2 separate regions of the Triticum aestivum genome follow, and region 1 is linked to region 2. A link is a contact called in public Hi-C data. All regions are on one chromosome and are shown on one strand. Each heading gives the region's core, a stretch centred on a gene start, on an enhancer-like site or on the middle of the called end of the contact. The rest is flanking DNA. Distances are from core to core; before and after follow the strand shown. Region 1 has its middle 22 kb from the start of LOC123170489. Region 2 holds the start of LOC123169178 (U-box domain-containing protein 35).

What was found. Hi-C and Micro-C count contacts between places; a contact is called where the count stands out from the background.
Region 1: a Hi-C map of leaf shows a contact between it and region 2, with 2.6 times the contacts expected there. The contact joins the enhancer-like site here to the promoter of LOC123169178 in region 2. A contact is called at or near these places in 4 of 5 Hi-C or Micro-C datasets (leaf, root and an unstated tissue) and 1 of 1 datasets of contacts at active chromatin or transcription factors (leaf).

Annotation. Positions count from the first base shown.
Region 1 is chr7D:48,424,643-48,427,342 of IWGSC CS RefSeq v2.1, reverse strand. No RefSeq gene overlaps it. Among protein-coding and RNA genes, the nearest start is that of LOC123170489, 22 kb to the left of the region's middle. Within about 2 kb of position 1,327, at least 6 of the 8 cell types and tissues checked have an H3K27ac peak or open chromatin away from gene starts, as enhancers often do. A contact at or near this core is called in leaf, where this site is marked.
Region 2 is chr7D:48,384,744-48,387,443 of IWGSC CS RefSeq v2.1, reverse strand. It overlaps LOC123169178 (U-box domain-containing protein 35), which reads left to right and starts at 1,339. Exons shown (of 9, transcript XM_044587027.1): 1 at 1,339-1,607; 2 at 1,820-2,086; 3 at 2,560-2,681. The coding sequence starts at 1,879. LOC123169182 (a long non-coding RNA gene) reads right to left here. Exons shown (of 3, transcript XR_006484673.1): 1 at 2,487-2,700; 2 at 2,362-2,411; 3 at 2,000-2,139.

The DNA.
Region 1 (2,700 bases), core at 78-2,577, 40 kb before region 2:
ATGATAATTTATATTGGTGCAAAAATGACAATTTTAGTCTGCGGGTATGACATTTTTTTTGGCAAAAATGAACTGAGACGGATTTGTCATGCCCGCCAACCAAATTTGTCATCCTCGATGAATACAACTTGGCATGAAGAAACGTTTGATTTATCATGACTAAAAACTGACGTTCTTTTTTTTTACGAGAATAACTTCCGATCTATTCATCAACTGTCAAGGTAATATACGCGTGCGCACACGCATACGTTCTCGCGTACGATCCCGGGCAACGTTGGCACTGCCCAACATGAGGCAGACAAACCTGCCCCGGTAGAAACAATGATCCGTCCCGAGTCTTGACCAGAGGGGGCAAAATTTTGTGTTTTGACCATTTTGTGAAAGTTTAGCCGGATCTGACCCTGGTTCGATTTTTTTTTTAAGATCTGACCCTTTTCCTAACGTCGGAATTGACAGCGGTAAGGTATAACAGCCTACCGCTGAGGTCCCGGCGATAAGACTTAATTGCGCCGTCACATCTGTTTAACATTAAAAATACCCTACCGTCAGAGTCTTTGGCGGTAGGCTGTGCAAACCTACCGCCAAAGAGCACGACAGTAGGCTCTGCACGTGCACATGCATAAATCCTGCAGTCACTCGTTTAAACTTTGGGCCATCCATCAGGAGCAGGCATGCATGCAGGTAACAGTGAGCTCGCTTGTCTTTTATCTCCGCAACATACGCGCATGCATCAATGCATCTCTCTACTAGGAGCTACTACTAGCCCGTGCTCACACTTAACTTGGAGCCTAGTAATAGCCTACATACTACTCCCACTTTTCTGCCACACGCTAGTCCTTGCTACATGCATGTAACAGTGAGCCTACTAGGAGTACTAGTTAATTTGGCGTGCACTTTTCTGCCACATGCTAGTCCCACTAGTGACATGCATGACCAGCGCAATAGGCTATTACGATGCGATGCCTACCGCCAGACTCTTTGACGGTAGGGTTGCACAACCTACTACCAAAAACTCTGGGTAGGTTATTTCCACCTTAAATGAACGTGATGGCGCAGTTAAGTCCTACCGTCAAGGCTCATGGCGGTAGGTAGTTATATCCTACCATCAGACACGATGGCGATAGAAAAAGGATCAGATTCTAAAAAAATTCGGACCAGGGTCAAATCCGGCTAAACTATCGTAAAAGGGTCAAAACATGAAATTTAGCCACCAGAGGGAGTGGACGACGTTCCGGGAAAAACACGACGCGCATTAAATCATGTATATCTATCCAAGTCGCAACTTGCGAGGAAGGAAGGATGCCATGTGAACACAGGGCGAATCGGGACCTTTCTTCCGAATAGTATAGGACAACACCACCAGCACCAGGACGACGGCGAAGACGACAACGGCCCACGGTGACGACGACGCTCATGAACTGCATCTTCCATAATCCGTAGTATATCCATCCTGCTACGTGCAGTATTATTTGTGTGTGTGTGGTCGGGTCCTGCGTTTTTTTTTTTGAGACACTATTCTAGGCTAGATGTTTTTTTTAGGCAATCCAGGGTAGATTTTAGCAGTTGCAAACTTGCAATCCATGCTAGATGCTTTTTTTAGGGGTCTCCAGGTTAGATGCTTGTGGTCGGGTCCTGCGTGAAAGCTATGCGGGTCGACTGGGTAGGGCTGAGCGGACGTTGTTTCGGGTGAACGCGACAGGGCCATGCCTAGACTGGGCCGGTGCATCCCCCGTTTTCGTTTTGAACTTTCATGCCGGCCCGCTTTTGTTTAGAATTTTTTATTTTCTACTTTTATTTTAAATTTTAAAATTCATGAGAATTTTTAAGTCTCTTATTTTTGTAAAATGATCATGAGTATTTTATAAATTGTGATTTTTTCTAAAATGTTAATACCTTTTTAAAATCGATGAACATTTTCAAGATTTGCGATTATTTTCTAAATTTATGGATATTTTTAAAATCATGATTTTCTTTGAATTTTGAGACTTTTTTTGAAGTCATGAATATTTTCTAAAATAAATGAACTTTCTTATAATAGCACCAGTTTTAGATGATCCACAACTTTCTTCAGGTATGTCCACAACTCTAAAAATATGACATCACTTATACTAAGCCAGCAAAATTCGAGCCGACGAATGATACTCTACAGTTTCTTCACGTTAGTATAGAGAAATACAACATTTTTCACTCAGACTAGAACAAAGACGAACAAGCAAAAAAAAGGCAAAAAGCATGAAAAACAACATTATCAACAATTCCTAATTAGGAAATGCAAAAGGCATTACAGCCACATGCCACGGTAGATTCTGAACTACAAAACAATGTTGCTAAATCAGGTGAGTACACTGACCGACCAACCCTGAAAATCACTATGTCGAACAGCTCCGGGCTGCAAGGCAGATTGATGACCAGTAGGCATGCAAATTCCCAACCTTTAGGGTACCCTCCGACCCTCCTTAGTTCAATTAAATGAACTAAAATTTCAAAAATAATTAATATAAATTCTGAAAGTTAGTTCATTTAGTTGAATTATGGAGGGTTGAAGGGTAACCTCAAGGTTCCAAATTTGCATCCCTAATGACCAGAGGGCTCGGCTTCCCATAGCAACCATCACATATTGTGTTCGAGTCAAATTTATTGTTTCCAACAATATTTTTCCAATCAAATACCTTCTTTAAAATACATATTGTGCATCATTAC
Region 2 (2,700 bases), core at 90-2,589:
TCATTAATAAATTTTAGTGTCGTGCTCATGTGACTGCTTGTCCTCAATCTTCTTGTGCGATTATTTGTTATCGGCGGATTGACGTGCATGTAGAATTATTTTAACATTTAGGGCTCATTTGGTTGCTGATGAGAGAAAACCCAGGGTAGCAAACCCCCAGGAGAGATTTTTTCTGTGCTCATGGGATCCCCTCTCACAATAGGGAGATATCTCTGGTGCCATTTGGCCGTCATGGGGAATCAAATCAGATAGATTACGTGGAGGAAGGAGATCGTGAGTATGAAGCTCCTCGCTTGCAGGACATCAATGCTCACGGTACGAAGGCATTGGAGGAGGCGAGGGGATCCGCGAGATGAAGGAAGTTTGTGTTCGCATGAGAGAGATGGGGTTTCGTCCCCGATGTCCGTAGCCCTGGATTCTCCCCCCGTGGATATGTCATGGATTGGGCCAAGATATCCCCGTCCGATGCACTTCCAAACTGACTACCGAATAATCCGAGGTCCGATTGGCCGGTGCTTTCTCCCCCTAGGGATAAGGCCGGGATCCCGAGGGGAATCAGGGAACCAAACGCGCCCTTAGGGGCGAGGGGGAGGGGGAGAGTGCTTTCACAGGAAGGAACAAGGTTCGATGTAGTGGATGCACATCATGCATCTGCGCGTTTGATGAGGTATGTTTGCGCATGTCCCAAGAAAAATCATGAAAGTCTAATTTACGGTTTTCTGAAAATCATGAAAAATCATGTAGCGCGTTCGAACTGCACTACGGCATGTTTTATAAAATTTATTCCAAGGCAAAATGAAGTACTTTTTCCAAAAATATAAATGAGGCTAATTAAACCATGTCAATCTTACTAACGCGTCGAATGCAACAAAACAAAACAACAACACACTTTGCACAATGATGACACTTCTGCAAGGCACGGCGATATTACAAACCTTTTCTTCTTTTTTGCGTAGTAAGCCGAAAGCAAATAGACAAGTCGCAAAATGTGTAAAAGAAAAAAAAAAGATGAACCAGACGGGATTGTCCTGTTTCACATGTGTGTTGTTGTTCACATGTACTCCCTCTGATCCATATTAATTGTTACGATTTTGTACAAATTAGTATGGATCAGAGGGAGTATTTGATTCTCTAAAAAATACTAGTCTTCTAAAAATTGGGCGGTTAGCGAATAGTTCTGCATCGTTATCATTTGATATTTTGCATTTGGCGTTTAACTGATGAATCTGAGATGCATTCCATGGAGGGAAACCAAGAGCTAGCATTGTTTTTTTTTTTTTTGAGGGAAAAGAGTTAGCATTGGTTGAGTGGTTATTACAGAGGCGTGTGTGAATCTGCGGGTAAGCATAGCAATATCAGCTATTCATTTATCTCGTACTACGTGTACACACACCCTCCCAACCTTGCCCGTTGCAATAATTTACTTCGTTCCAACAAACTTAACCGGAGACGCCTCTGCCCGCCCCTTCCGTCCATCGCGGCTCCCCTCTCAGCTGAGCTCAGTCCTCACTCCACGTCCGCGTCTCCTGCTGACTCCTCCTCCTCCCTCCTCCTCGCCCGGTTCCTCGGATCATCAACCTCACCCTCCCATCCATGGCTTCTCCAAGGTACGCACGCGCGGTCGATCCATCAGCGAATCTCCCTCCCGCCTCTCCCCCCGGAACACCAAGTTCAGTCCAGCGCCAAGTTCTTGACTCCTTTCTTGTCTTGTCGCCGCTGCAGTTCATGTCCTTGTCATGTGATTTTCCTCGTGTCTCTGAGATTCCTCAGGAACCAGAGGAGCTGAATGTTTCTGATAATTGTTATTGGGGCTGCGCAGGGCAGTGATTGATTGATTCATTAGGAGGGGGGAAGAAACAGATACAGAGGGGAGGGCGGATGTCGATGGAGATCCAGGAGGAGGACTCCGGCGAGACGGCGCCGGAGATGGAGGCGGCCGGCGTGAGCACGGTGGCCATCGCGGTGAGCGGGAGCAGGAGCAGCAGGCACGCCCTCAAGTGGGCCCTCGACAAGTTCGTGCCCGGCGGGAGGGTCCTCTTCCGGATCCTCCATGTCCGCCCGCCCATCACCATGGTGCCCACTCCAAGTCTGTCTTCTCTCTCATCTCTGCCTACTGTCTGAATTTACTGTTCTTGATGTCTGAACAAGAAAAAAAAATCAGTTTTAACAGACCACGAACCTTTTGCTACTATGACTGCTAGTTTAAAAAATATAAGTTCAGACTGCCATTTCTATGCCAATGGGATGGGTTAGTTTTGGTTTTGGTTTTGGTTTTGCTAGCTTCATATTTCTCAATAATTGATCTTGACAGTAGCAGCATCTACGAACAAATTTTATGGTTACAGTGTCACAAGGTCATACCTACTACCAGAGCACCAACTGCAGAGTGCAGAGTTTTGTCCTTGGGCGTACTGCATTATCGTTAGGCTGATGAATATGAGCTTTTCTTGTACCAAGTGTGGGCAATTTGTGATTTAAGGGTATACCTGCTGTTCTTTAGTCGTTGCCAATTATTCAGAACACTGATCTGACCTGCTATTCTTCATCCTCTGATGACAGTGGGCAATTACATCCCGGTCTCGCAAGTGCGCGACGATGTGGCATCGGCGTACAGGGAAGAGCTGGAATGGCAAGCGAGGAACATGTTGCTCCCTTACAAGAAGATGTGTGCTCAGAGACAGGTTAACCAGCTTGCGCAAC